Regions from separate parts of the Anas platyrhynchos genome. Here region 2 is linked to region 1. Evidence: chromatin contacts called from public Hi-C data. All regions are on one chromosome and are shown on one strand. The core of a region is the stretch at or near the end of the contact, and the rest is flanking DNA. Distances in the headings are between cores, read along the strand shown. Region 1 overlaps SETX (senataxin). Region 2 holds the start of NTNG2 (netrin G2).

Evidence for each region. Hi-C and Micro-C count contacts between places; a contact is called where the count stands out from the background.
Region 2: a Hi-C map of liver shows a contact between it and region 1, with 2.3 times the contacts expected there. The contact joins the promoter of NTNG2 here to the enhancer-like site in region 1. A contact is called at or near these places in 3 of 8 Hi-C or Micro-C datasets (F1 follicle, liver and skeletal muscle).

The regions. Positions count from the first base shown.
Region 1 is chr18:9,645,322-9,651,844 of IASCAAS_PekinDuck_T2T, reverse strand. It overlaps SETX (senataxin), which reads right to left. Exons shown (of 26, transcript XM_038165069.2): 14 at 5,930-6,097; 15 at 5,207-5,363; 16 at 4,271-4,372; 17 at 3,683-3,795; 18 at 3,066-3,137; 19 at 2,323-2,472; 20 at 1,700-1,807; 21 at 625-812; 22 at 178-270. Among named protein-coding and RNA genes, the nearest start is that of SETX, 18 kb to the right of the region's middle. Within about 2 kb of position 1,599, at least 4 of the 8 cell types and tissues checked have an H3K27ac peak or open chromatin away from gene starts, as enhancers often do. A contact at or near this core is called in F1 follicle, where this site is marked.
Region 2 is chr18:9,706,098-9,712,426 of IASCAAS_PekinDuck_T2T, reverse strand. NTNG2 (netrin G2) reads left to right here and starts at 1,273. Exons shown (of 14, transcript XM_072025331.1): 1 at 1,273-1,548; 2 at 4,158-5,278. The coding sequence starts at 5,066.

The sequences.
Region 1 (6,523 bases), core at 350-2,849:
AAAAATAAAATAAAATAAAATAAAATATATATACACATAAATTAAATAAAATTAAGTTGAAAATGCAGTTCTGACTACTTGATGCATATTGGGAACAAGAGGAAAGAAGACAACGCTTCTGCAGGCAACTGTTTCTCAGCAAGTCTAAAATTTGGCAGAGTGGATTACAAGACTTACTCATTGTCTCGCTCCTCGCGACCATCTCCTACATCAAAAACAAGGTAGGGCTGGAACGGCCAGTCTGAAGAACATCTGTTCTCTTCTGTTGCTCTGTAAACAACAATCTTAATACTAAGTAACCACAAAAAATCCTAAAAACTGATACATCATTTATTTCTCATCAGCATTCTAAATTACCAGCAACATTCAGCTTTCAGTGCCCTTAATTTTCACTGTTACCTGCACATACTGAGACCTAAAAATGAACTCTGTGTAGTAAGGAGTATGCTCTATTTTAAGTGATTTAGTTAACTTAAGTATCTATCATTGAGACAAAATGCAGGTCATCTTCCATTAAGCAACTTCACCCACAACTCCAAGAGTTTTTAGACTAAAAAAAAAATCCCGATTTGAAACTCTTCTCTGAAGTCCCCCTTGCTCAGAAATCAGAACAGAGCTACTCACCTGTCAGTCTTTAGAGCCTTGCCATAAACATAATTGGATGGGAAAAGGCAGATGTCAGGGTGCATCCTGTACTGCACAGTCAGCTGCACAACTGGCAGACTTCGTAAAACATTCTTCTGCACTTGCTCTTCCAGGTGTCTGTGCAGGCGTGCCATCAAGGACTGATCATAGCCATAATCTTGAGCTTTCTGCCAGAGGGAAAACATACGTGATTTCCGTGGAATTAGGTCCCAAATTAACAATAGGAATTTGCTTTCTGGACTTGAAACCATTCAATATTTTCTTTTGAAGTTCTAAATCACTGATTAAATTACAACTATTTGCACTTCAGGTTTTTTTTTTTTGTCTTACTTACTCACTAGATAGCACCAGCATAAATCTGAATTTTGTCAGTGTAGTCCTCAGTAAGACAACTTTCCTTTCTGAGTCACAACATACTAAAATTTTAAGCACAACAACGATGAAAAGGAAGATCTTCCAGGTGGGATCTCTCTAAACAAGCACTCAACATTCAGAAAATTTGTGCTTCTAGAAAAGGCAGACTGCTTTAACTCTTTTCTTTACCAGATGTTCAAAACACCTCCTTACTGTTGGATACAAGAAAGTGTTCCTGTGTTTTCATCCTTAGAAGGCATCTGTAGGGTGAGGAAGTCCCCACACAAACAGGTAGTCTTCGTCCTCCACTGCTTAAGGAACGTGATGCTGGCTGAAGCTCACATAATGATATAACAGAGCCTGCAGCAACAAAATCCACCACAAAGCACTAAGCTGCACTGAAGTTTGTGTTGTCGTAGCTGTTCTTACTGGTGTATGAAATTAGTTTGAAGCTATGCCAGGTAAGTTACAGAAGCTGCACCCACACTTATACATTAGCTTTACTCAAACATCTGAAGACAGCATTGATACGGTCTCCACATACCAGACTAAACAAGAATTGCTTGGCAGGGTAAAATGCTGTAATCTGATACGTAGTGGGACGTGCCACTGAAGTTGTCTTTTACCCTTTTACACATTTTTCATACTGTTCTTGTACTATACCCAATAGATAGTAAGAAAAAATAGTCTGAACACTTACTACTGATTTTACAGTAGGAGGGAGCTGTTTGGGATCTCCAACAAGGACGAGTTTGTTACAGCGATGAATCAGTGGAATCAGTGTTTCAACCTCACAGGACTGCCCTGCCTTTTGTACACATAAACAGGACAAGAAAGTAGAAGTTGTAACCAAAAGAGTGGAGGCAAGTATGGTAAGTTTCCTGTAATACAGTCAGAATTAACTCTGGAATGCTTTTTAAAGTTTTCTTAAAAAAGAGAAAAATAAATAGAAGGATTTTTCCCTAATGAAAACTCCAAACAGATTTTTCTTTTATTATTAAACAGGCAGAGCTTTCCAAACATAAAAATATAACCCGACCACGTAGAAATCTCTATAGCAAGAACCACACTTCAGCCACAATTTTTAAAGTAAAAGATGTCTGCCATAAAAGCACCAAAGAATCAGCAAAAGAAGCAATTAGTAGTTACTTTTTCTTCTCTTTGCTCTACATGGCAGGACAGGCTGGTTACCAGTTAAAATGTGGGAATGAAGCAGTTGACCCACAACATATTATAACAGCAGCCAGTCTCAAGTAACCTAAGCAAAGAACAAGGCACACTTTAAACGTGGAACAAGCTGCAAGTCTAAATAGCTTTACTGACCTCATCCACGATGACACAGCTGAAAGGATCAAGTCCTTGCCGCCAAAACGCATGCTCCATGAGATTTCCTCCGCTTGTGCTCAGCGTGCAGCAGATTATGTCGGACTCCAAGATGATATCTGTCTGTACTTTCTGAGAGTGTCCCCGAACCTTCAAGTGCAACAGGACACCATGTCTCCTCTTTTATTTTAGTGTTTTTGAATCAACTTACAGCAATCTCTAACTGCCTGGACAATTCTAACTGCCAAACAAATCATTTGTATACATCAACCCAGTGGAACTCATCTCCATGACTACAAACAAAAGTCACAAAAGTCAGCTTGAAGCCACCACTTTTCTTAGAAAGGTTTAAACATCTCAGCTCCAGTAGGACCATAATGGACTTGAAAGCAGTGACGAAGATAGATCCTAGTACATGAGGATAGTGGGTACATTTTTATCATCTCCTTTGTGCAGCATGCTGTGTTTCCTTTTAAATTTACCCTCATCTGTTAAGAGTGAATTAACATATCCACATTTTTTCCCCTCCCCAAAACAGAGCCAGAGCGCACCTGTACCTCATACCAGACTAAACATAACTTACTCAGTTTATCTTCTTTATCTCTTTACTTACTACTTGATTTACAAAATGCTCCCAGCTACATCAAATCCAACTCTACACCACACTACAATTAAAGGATACAGAGTATACAAACACATTAGCTGAGGTTTAATCAAGAGCTGCCCTGAAAATGAATTCCTACCTCCTTTAGTTGAGAAGCAAGCTGCTGTCTCTCCTTTGAAAGTCTGCCAATTTCATCATCTATCATTTGATTCTGTGTAGGCAAAAAAGAAACCACATAAATATCAAGAATAATTAACACACATTTGCCATATACCTTTTTTCCTTCCATACTCAATACTACATTCTCACATTCCTGTGCAAACAGAAAAATGGTTTACCAGTAAAAAAAATCTACAATTTCAACACAAATGCCTATTTTTAAAGCAACTAAATTGAAAATTTCAAGTGCAAAACATATCCCAAAGTCTCAGATATTAGGTTGCCTTACTACTTACTTCCACATAAACAAAAACAAAGCTTTGAAGTAAACAATGATTTTAAATCATTAAGCCTTATAAATATGGTTACACTGAAATCAAGTGGTGATAAAACCGTAAGATGACTATTCAGCCCTAGAGCCATAGGTTCCATGACCGAGCAGCTGAGAATACTAGGATAAACAGACAAAATTTATGATATATAAGTTCCTCATTCCATTTCAGAGATGGCTTAAAGGAAGAGTTCTTTACTCTTTGGATACATTTTTAAATACATAAACACAAACAGGATTAAAAATACCATCATCTTATATATTACCTCTCTCTTTTCACATCTGTGCATGGCACGCTGACGAGACAGCTCGTCCAGCTTTTGATCCAGAGCTGCTTTTTTCTTCTGAATATCCTGGTCACGGTCACCTGGCTTTCGTTCTATAAAAGATGAAGGAAAACACATCGAGGAAATAGAACAACTGTTACAATAACTGCATTAAGTCATTAAGAATGAATGGACAAACTCATTTTCTGTTGCAGTTTCCCTATTATAACCTTATTTTGGGCAGTAAAACGAAGACAATACACTTTTCTTGATTCCAACTGTAGTTCTATAAAGCTGCATAACTGGATTGTTTAAATATGATGGCTTTAACTTTAAAAAAAACAAGACTTAGCATTGCTTAACTTCTATGCTTTTGCTTAAATTTTAGGCCGTATGTAAGCTGACACTTCTCCAATAAGTCTGAGAAAAATAATGCTTATGAAGCACTGTGGTATGATGTGCCACGCTGCAGAAAAAAAAAAATCTTTTACCCGATCTACCTTCTTAAAGAGCACATAGTCCCAAGTACACCAGGTCCATAACATTACCCAGAAAACTGAAGAAAAGTCTGATTTGTATGTTACTTACTCATTCTGTGCTCAACTTGCTTATCCAGGCTAAAACCCCGGACTTCACTGTTGATCGATTTTTCGGCACCCAGTCGCACTAATTTGATATCACCACAGTTTCCTGTTTACAAAATCAGAGTCAAAAAGTGCTTAGATTTCTCTAAGTACCTTTTCACTTTGGTTTGAGAAGAAAAAATAAAATGTAATCATATCATGGATACCACATAAGGCTTTTCCTTTTCTGCTTTTCAGGGGACTGCAACAATTTGTACTAATTTAAATGCAGGAACAGAAAAATTCAGTAATTCCATACTGAGAAAAAGAGATGTTGCCAATGCTTTAGTTGTGCTTAACAGTTACTAATGTTATCTTGAAACAGCAAAACTACCTCTTAATTCTCAGGCTTCTTTATCTAAAATGTACAGAATTCCTACGTTAGAAAATATTAGAAAAGTACTATTTAGTAATGCAGTTGGTATGGAATTAACTTCTGGTTAGAAAGAAAGTTCCCACCACCACCATCACAGACTAGATGCCTTGCTCAGAACTTATCTGCTTTGTATTAGCCACAAACTAGAAGGAGAAAAAAGTGAAAGGTTCTGGCACATCAAAATTTTCAGATTGTTTAGGGTGATCAGTGAAGTCCAATTTTATTCAATACAATAGTAGTACTGTGTTCAAATCCTTAAGGGGTACTTAAAAAGTGGTGACTTCATATTAACACTAAGAGAAAAGGGTCAATGTCTATATAAAGACACAGGTATATGTTTAAAAATGAATGAATTGTACTATTTGAAAAACAAATTAAAATCAGCAACAGTATGTGTGCCAGTCATGTTCTGCAAGAGAAAACAGCTGCCTAGAGCAACACAGAAGTATTATACCTAATCAATTGTTCCAGTTTCTCCTTCTGGTTTTGTCTGTCTAAAAGAGATTTTTTTTAAATGAACCATACCCAAAGGCTCTTGTCTGTTTTGGCATTTTTCCTTAAATGCAACGATGATCTTTTTCATGAGTTCATCAACTGCAGCATTGGATGGTGCACAAACTAGAAAACGGTTTGGCTTGATCTTGGAACTTGTTTTTTGAGTTGTTTTCTCATTCCTAGTGTTCTGTAGATTAATTAACAATAAACCAGAATAGTCTCTTTAGATTGTTTTCACTTCTATTTTAAAAGCCAGACTCTACACTCATCTTAATCAGCATGCAGGGAATAGGTACTATTGTAACTGAATGGCTCTTAAAGCATACCTGTTGTTATTCAGTGTAAGGCAAGTCAAACACATAAATACTATATGCACAAATTCCTTTCAACAATTATCTACTTGATGAATCCATTGAATGCTAATGTGAAAACAACTAAATTGGACACATCAAATAACACTCTTAAAAACACCTTAGTATTTTGATATAATAATGAGTAAATGTTTACTACCAATTTACATGTTCAGCAAGTATGTTTTCTTCTAATTTTACCTTCTAAGTTCCGTAAAACAAGCGTTTTCCAAAATGTCCAAAAGGTGTTATTTCCACCATTACAGCTTATTCAGTGCTGGTTTTCATTCAGCTTAATGAATTACACCACTAGCAATTACCAGTGTTACACTTCAACTCAGCTATCACTGACTTCTATTGGGAAACCAGACACCAACACGACGATCACACCATATTCACCTACCCCTCTCAAGACACGACACAGAAGTCCAACTATGGTTTTTGATTTCCCGGTTCCAGGTGGTCCATGAATGAGGCAGATCTTGGGAAGCCCTGGATGTTGTTTTACCATGGCATAAGCTGTCTCAATGGCTCTCTTTTGATCTTCATTGTATTCATTCATATAAAATGCCTGAAGGAACAGACAAGAAAGAAAAATAACGAATTACATAACTAATATGACTAAACCCTCCACGCTCATTCTATCTATCTTCAGAATGTTCCCCACCCCCTAGCTAAGACTCAAAAAAGCAAAGGACAAAGCTTTTGATTCCACGTTTCCTCTAGATGTATATCTGATTCTGACTCAAAAGCGGTGATGAAGATTTTGTCTCCTCTACAAGACTTTAATTTGCATTACCTTCCCCATACGAAGCCTTATTTCCTGAACAGACACCACTACCTCTAGCAAGGGAGGGGAAAAAAAAGAGAAAGCTGGTTACAGTGCAACAGAAACACCAGAATAAGTTCAGCCTCCTTCTCTATCTAACCAATCAACCAACTCTGAAAACCAGACTGACTCAGTGCTTCTTTAAACTGGACTATTTGCACTTGGTTG
Region 2 (6,329 bases), core at 24-2,523, 61 kb before region 1:
TTACAGAAAAAAATAATACTTGGAAAGTATGTCTGGGTCTTGACCAGAGCAGGGGAGTGGAGATTGACCCAGAACCGAATATAGTAAAAAAATGGCAAGTAAAAAAATGGTAAAAACTAACCCCTCCCTAGGTGTAGCAGCTAGGTGGGGCCATAGTCAAGATACTTTCCATCATTTCCTAAGTCTCACTTTTGCTCCACTACATGGGAAACATTTCCCAGGAGAGCTCTAAATCTCCTCTACCTGGTCACAGGGTGGTCTGCAGGTTTTCCAGGGACTCTTGGATGGGAGAAGCCACAGAAAGACCCCAGAGCAATCGGCAGAAGTAAATCACGTAAGGAAATACCGAGCCTATGAGATTGCAAATCACACACAAATTGGACAGTACACTTTCTGGCTTAGAAATTATTGAATTACTGGTTAGGACAAGCAGTCATTTTTTGATGGTTGTGTACGTAGGGGGGACAGTGGGTTTCTTTGTTTCTCCTCCCTGCAAATAAACTGCCATTTATCCCTCTGCACGTCAAAAACCTGTCGCTGCCTCGGAACGAGCCCGGCTCCAGCATCTGCCAGGGCAGAAGCCCGGGGTCAGCACAGCAGAGCCTGGTGCAGGGCACCAGGGACCTTTACCTGCCACCGCTTCATCCACCCTACCTGTAGCTGCTCACCCTGAGAGCAGCACCCACCACTTGGGTGCCCTGGGCAGGAGGGCACTTACTGCACCCTACGGCCCCGTGCTTAGCCCCCTGCCTTACATCAGCAATCAGGGATCGGTTAAATCCCAGAGCACATCCTCCCCGTTCTCAAAGCACTTCCCAGCCATCTGATTTCCCCCTCTCCGCGTTCCCGCTCTGTTTATCCTATTAATTCCAGCCACCCCCTCTTCCCCCAGCGCGCACACACACACGCAGCCTCCTTCTCGGCATCTTCGCCAGCAGCAGCCTCCCCAAAACACGCAGGGCGCAGCACCGCTAACTCACACGTGCGGGGAAAACCCTCGTGACCGGGGTTTTTTTCCTCGAGCGAACGCGATCCCATCATCATTTCATGAAAAATAAAATAAAATATAAACGGCACGATTGGTAAAGAATTCAATAAACACGCGAAAACACTCGGGGGAAATAAAACAACCGAAGGGGGGTGGCCGAGCCTGGCCGCGGCTCGGACGGGGCGGACCCCGCAGCCTCGCCGGGGCCGGGGCTGGGGCCGGAGCCTCCCCGCCCGCAGCCTCCTCTTCCTCGGGCGCTTTCCTCGCCTCCCTCCCTCCCTCCCCCGCCGCTCGCATTTCCTCCCTGCACCTTTAAGAAGCACATTGCCCGCCGCTGGGATGGGGTGTGCTAAAGCTGCACAGAGGAAGTTACGCAGCCCGGATCAGGCACGGGGATAAAAGCTCCGCTGGGGATTCAAACGGGACCGCAGCCTCGGCGCTAACTTGAGAAGGGAGCCGGGCATCGAGCAGGGCTCCGGCTGCCCTCCGGGGGGGCCCCCCCGGCCCCGAAGTTGGCGGCTCCGCCGGGAGCCCCCCCCCCACCGCAGAGCTCCCCCCCGGTAAGGATGCGCAGCGCCGAGCCCCGGGGAAGTTGGGGTGCGGGGACCCGGGGGCTCCCCAACCTGCCGCCGGGAGATGGGGGTGCTGCCGACCCCAAAGCCGTGTCCTCCCTCCCTCCCCGAGCCGCTGCTGACCCCAAAACGTCCCCCCCGAGCCGCTGCCCCCCTGGCGGGGCGGTGGCAGCGCGACCCTCCAGCTGCGGGGAGGCATCGCTCCCCTTCGGACTTTGCCAATAAGTGATGCGGAGCCGGGGAGGCTCGCCTTTTGGGGTTCTTTCCCCCCCTCTTTTTACTTTTAACCTAGTCCTTGAATGCTCTCGGAGTGCTTTAGGGTGAAAAAGAAACCCCGGGCGAGGTGGGGAAAGGGTTTGAGCCGAGGCACGAAGGCGTTCCGGAGAGCGGGGCGGTGGGAGCGGATTGACGGGGCTGAGATTTACGGGTCGGAGACTTACGGGGCTGAGACTCCGAGCTCGGAGACTTACAGGTCTTTCTGCTGGGAGCACGGGGCTGCTCCTCGGAGCTTTGCGACGCCGTTCGTGCAGTCCAACCTCCCCTCGCAGCGCTTGCAGAGCGGGCATTCCCCAACTCCGCTGTTTGGGGAAGGGGCTGACGAGCGAGGAAAAGAAGGGACAAAAACTCTCACGCTCCGTCCCCACGGGGAGAAGAGTGGCTCGGGTTGATTTCTAAGGCAACTTCTGAGATCAAAAACTCCTTCACTGAGTTTACTTTGTCCTTAATTGCAGGGCAGCTCAGTTGTTGCTGTGTTGTCTCTTGTGTTCAATTGGGTGTTAATCCAATAATAATTAAAAAAAAAAAAGAACCAGCTAAGTGAAGATACAATCTAATTTTGTGGTTTTAATACCCTGGCTATCAGTCCCTTGCGATTGCTGTGTACTCTTCAAAGACAACAAAGAGCATTAATTCTATTTGTTCCCATGAACTGCAGTTCCTTAATAATATCAGGTGAAGATTTATTTTGCGAGGATCAGACCAAACCGAGCAGGGCAAAACCTTCAGCTCAGGAAGTCTCTCCCCCGTTGGTGGTGTGCTGACTTATTTCAGAGCCACGTCGTGCTACTATTTCTGCAAAGGGACTGTAACGTTCAAGTGTTGCACCGCAGACTTCCCAGGGAGCCAGCACGCCTGTTTGATTGACTGACTGTAAATTCCCAGGCAAATTATTTCCCTGGGAATCCGCAACATTTAGCAAGCATAACAAGAAACTAATAGATATTATAGATCCTTTCTTCCCGGGTTCTTCCCTGACAGCCACTCAAGCGCAAGATATGGTTTTACAGCTATGAAAATAGATCCATAAACTTAACAGCACTGGAGTCCTCATTAAAACTCCTGCTTGTTTTATACACAACGCTGAAGTCTCACGCGCTCTGATGTTATTAGGCACTTGGCTGTGACCAGTTTGGTGTAATAATTAGGAACTGACTTATTATAACTGAAAAGACAGCTCTGATGTCAGCGGGACTTATAAACACTGTGTCACACCGTTTTATTATTTTTACTACATTTACTCATAATGTAAAAATAGCAGCCAGCCTATTCTTTGGGAGTTTATTCGGGTCCAACGCAGCTATAATAGGCTCTTCTTTGAGAGCTAGCGATGAAGCATGAGAGATAGCTTCTCTTTTCTGAACTCATTCATCTCAATCAGAAATCTTTCAACTAAAAAAGGGTGGGGGGGAGGAAGGGAGATGGCAGCACAGCAATATGAATCCCCCAAACATGGATCAATGCGTCTGTTAACCTGGTGTTTCTGAGCTTTAGTAACTGAGCTTTATGAGAAAGCAAATACTGAGCATGCTGTTGAGGCAGGCATCTCCAAATTCTGGGAGAAAAGTTGGGGAATCCAATAGAAAGAGAATTAGCCAGAGCTGAATTTCTGTTCTGGATGCATGCCTCCCACCTCCTCTTATGAGATTTCTCCCCGGGATCTAATGCTGAGAGAGGGTTTGACTCTCTCTTTTCAGTTCTTTGTCATTTTGTTTTGTAATTACTTAAGATTTTTATAGCTCTATTGGAAAGACAACAAAATTGCAGAATTGTTGTTTTAACCTGAAATGAATACTGGGAAGGTCATTGCTCTTTGTATTAGGTGAACCTTAAACGTTATTAGAACTTTAAATTGTTTTTTATTAAATGTTATTGTTCAGATAAATCATATGTGGAGATGCTGGACAATGTATCTGTCTCCCCAGCTGTCTTATTTATTCGCTTATCTTTTTAAGACATTCAATTTATCTGTCTGTCCCTGGTCTGTCTGCATATTCTCCATCTTCTAATGACCTACAGCTACTCCTTGATATTATTTGAAGACCCATTAGAGCTATTGTTGTCCAGCTGCTGTTAAAATCAGATACCTTAAATGGGGCAGCGCTCCTTCCAATCTCCCAAACAGCAGAAGAGCCATAAGCATCTTACTATGGATTTCTTTTTATTAAAGTTGTATATCTCCCTTTTACAAAAAACTGGCTTGTGTCTTGGGAAGCCCGGCCGAGGGCTGTATTTCCCAGGGGACCCATGTTCTTACAGGTCTTGTTGCTCCAACTGCACCTCCTTTTCCCCCAGCTAATTTGTCTTTCAATTTGTTGCAGGTGCAGCCTGCTAATGAACTCTCCCTTTGCCCTGATCATGCAAGAGAAACGAGACCTCAGGTAGCAGCATGACTTGGAGCTGAAGGCTTGGGAACTCGATGCTCCGTTGCCAAAAGGCACAGTCAGACAAACCTCCGTACGCGTACACCAGCTCCCCACCACAGCTGCAAGGAGCAGAGGGAGAAGCAGCGAGGCCAGCACTGCTCCCACCGCTGCGCTGAGCGCCCAGCAGCTTGCTCAGACCCCTGCAGATGCCGCCCCCCGACACAGGAACACCGATGCCATCACCGTCTGGGAGAAGGGGAGGTTAGCCCCACAGAGCCTCTCCTGTCAGCGCCGTGCTGACGACCAGATGCTGTAGCTATCTCACTAATGTTCAAAAGCCCCAATAATTATTTCAAGCAGACCCCAGGTTAAGGCACTTTACCCAGTGGCGCATCTGCAGCAGACAAGAAGGTTGAGGAAAACCTGATCCAGCACCATCTCCCAGCCTCTCCAATTTACTGCTATCAAATTTCATCAGCAACTCAGAACTTGATCTTTCTATTGATTGACTGGAGTCACCTCTAGATATTTTCATGCTGATTTGGAAGCCCTTTCGTACAATAAAAGCAGAAAAAATGAGGTTAAGGAAGACTTTTGACCACTGAACAGCAATTCCAGCCAAAACTTTCCGAATCAAGTAATTTGCAAAGTTGGCTTCTGCGCCGAGAGAAACATTCTGTGCCTGAGCACGGCATACAAAGTGGGATCGTTCCTGTCCTCGCCTTGATCTCCTTGGACTGGATCATCTTTAGATGAGGAGTTTCCATGCTGATCCTGAGAGCACCCCCTAGCCCAGTAGCTGCCTTCCTCAGGACTCTTGGCACTGCCCCTGCCCCGGGATCCCGCACTCGGCCGCAGCTGCCATGCTGTACCTGCTCGCCCTCCTTCTGCACCGTCTCCCCTTGGCCATGGGACAGTATGACATTTGCAAGTCCTGGGTGACCACAGACGATGGCCCGTCATGGGAGTTTTACGCTTGTCAGCCCAAGGCCATGCGGATGAAGGATTATGTGACAGTGAGAGTGGATCCGGCAGGAATCACCTGCGGGGACCCTCCAGAGCGGTTCTGCACCCATGTAAGTATTTCCTTCCTTGTTCGATGCGCTCTAAGAGGCTCTGCTTGTAGGTGGCCAGGCACAGCGTCCTGCTGAGGTGCTGCTGGAGGAATATTTCCACTCAGGGTGGCAATGCTGGCTGCCACCTTGAGCCCCCAGTCTCCAAATCTGGGAGATGGGAAAAGTTCTCTGCTCATCTTGGTGCTGCGCGAGGGGTGGGGGCCCGTGAGCAGGGATGGGGTAGTGCACCGAGGGGTGGGCGAGGAGCAGAAAGACAAGAACTGTTCCTGGTCTGAGTTTCAGAAGCTCAGCTGCCAGCAGCAGCAGCCCGAGCTGCTCTGAGCACACACACCCGCCTGCTGAAATGCGTGGTGGGCTCACCAGTCCCACACCAAAAGGCTGCGGAGGCCAGGGACTTCCCTGCTGGTATTGCCCACACCAGGGCTGTGCCAGAGGCGGGCACCTTGTCTCGGTGTATGAGCGGGGGTCAGGACAGCAGAGGCCAGGGAGAGCTCAGGGTCGGCTGGTCAAACACTACAACTTTCCCCAAAGTCCCTGAAAACGCAGCTCTCCCTTCCTTCTGGTCTCAGCGTGAGAAGACCTTGTGGACAGACACTTGCCCTTGTAGTTAAAATCTTTAACTTATTTTCCCTTAAATATTAATCATTGCATTTCATTCCGTGCACCACAAAGCTCAGCAGGAGCATTTGATTTATAATTCACAAGGCTTTATGTTGTTAAAAAGAGTTCAGGGGTCAAAGCAGAGAGCAACCCAGCATGGCTGCAGCATCCTCTGCCCCGTGGCAGTGGCACAGGGCACAGCGACAAAGGCAGCCCCTGCTGATGGGGCTTCCAGCAGGGAGAGCACCGAGCAAGGAGCAACTTCTAAAGTACGCCACCCTACTAGCTGCAACACGAATAGGTTTTCTTATTTAAGTCAGCAAAAGAGAGAAAGGAGTCCCAAATTCTGTTGCCAGCTTTAACCAGGCTTGGGTACCCCATGCCTCAGTTTCCCACCTGGAAAACAACCTGGGCCTAAGCAGCTTGGGGCTTTTCTTGAAAATTCAAGAGA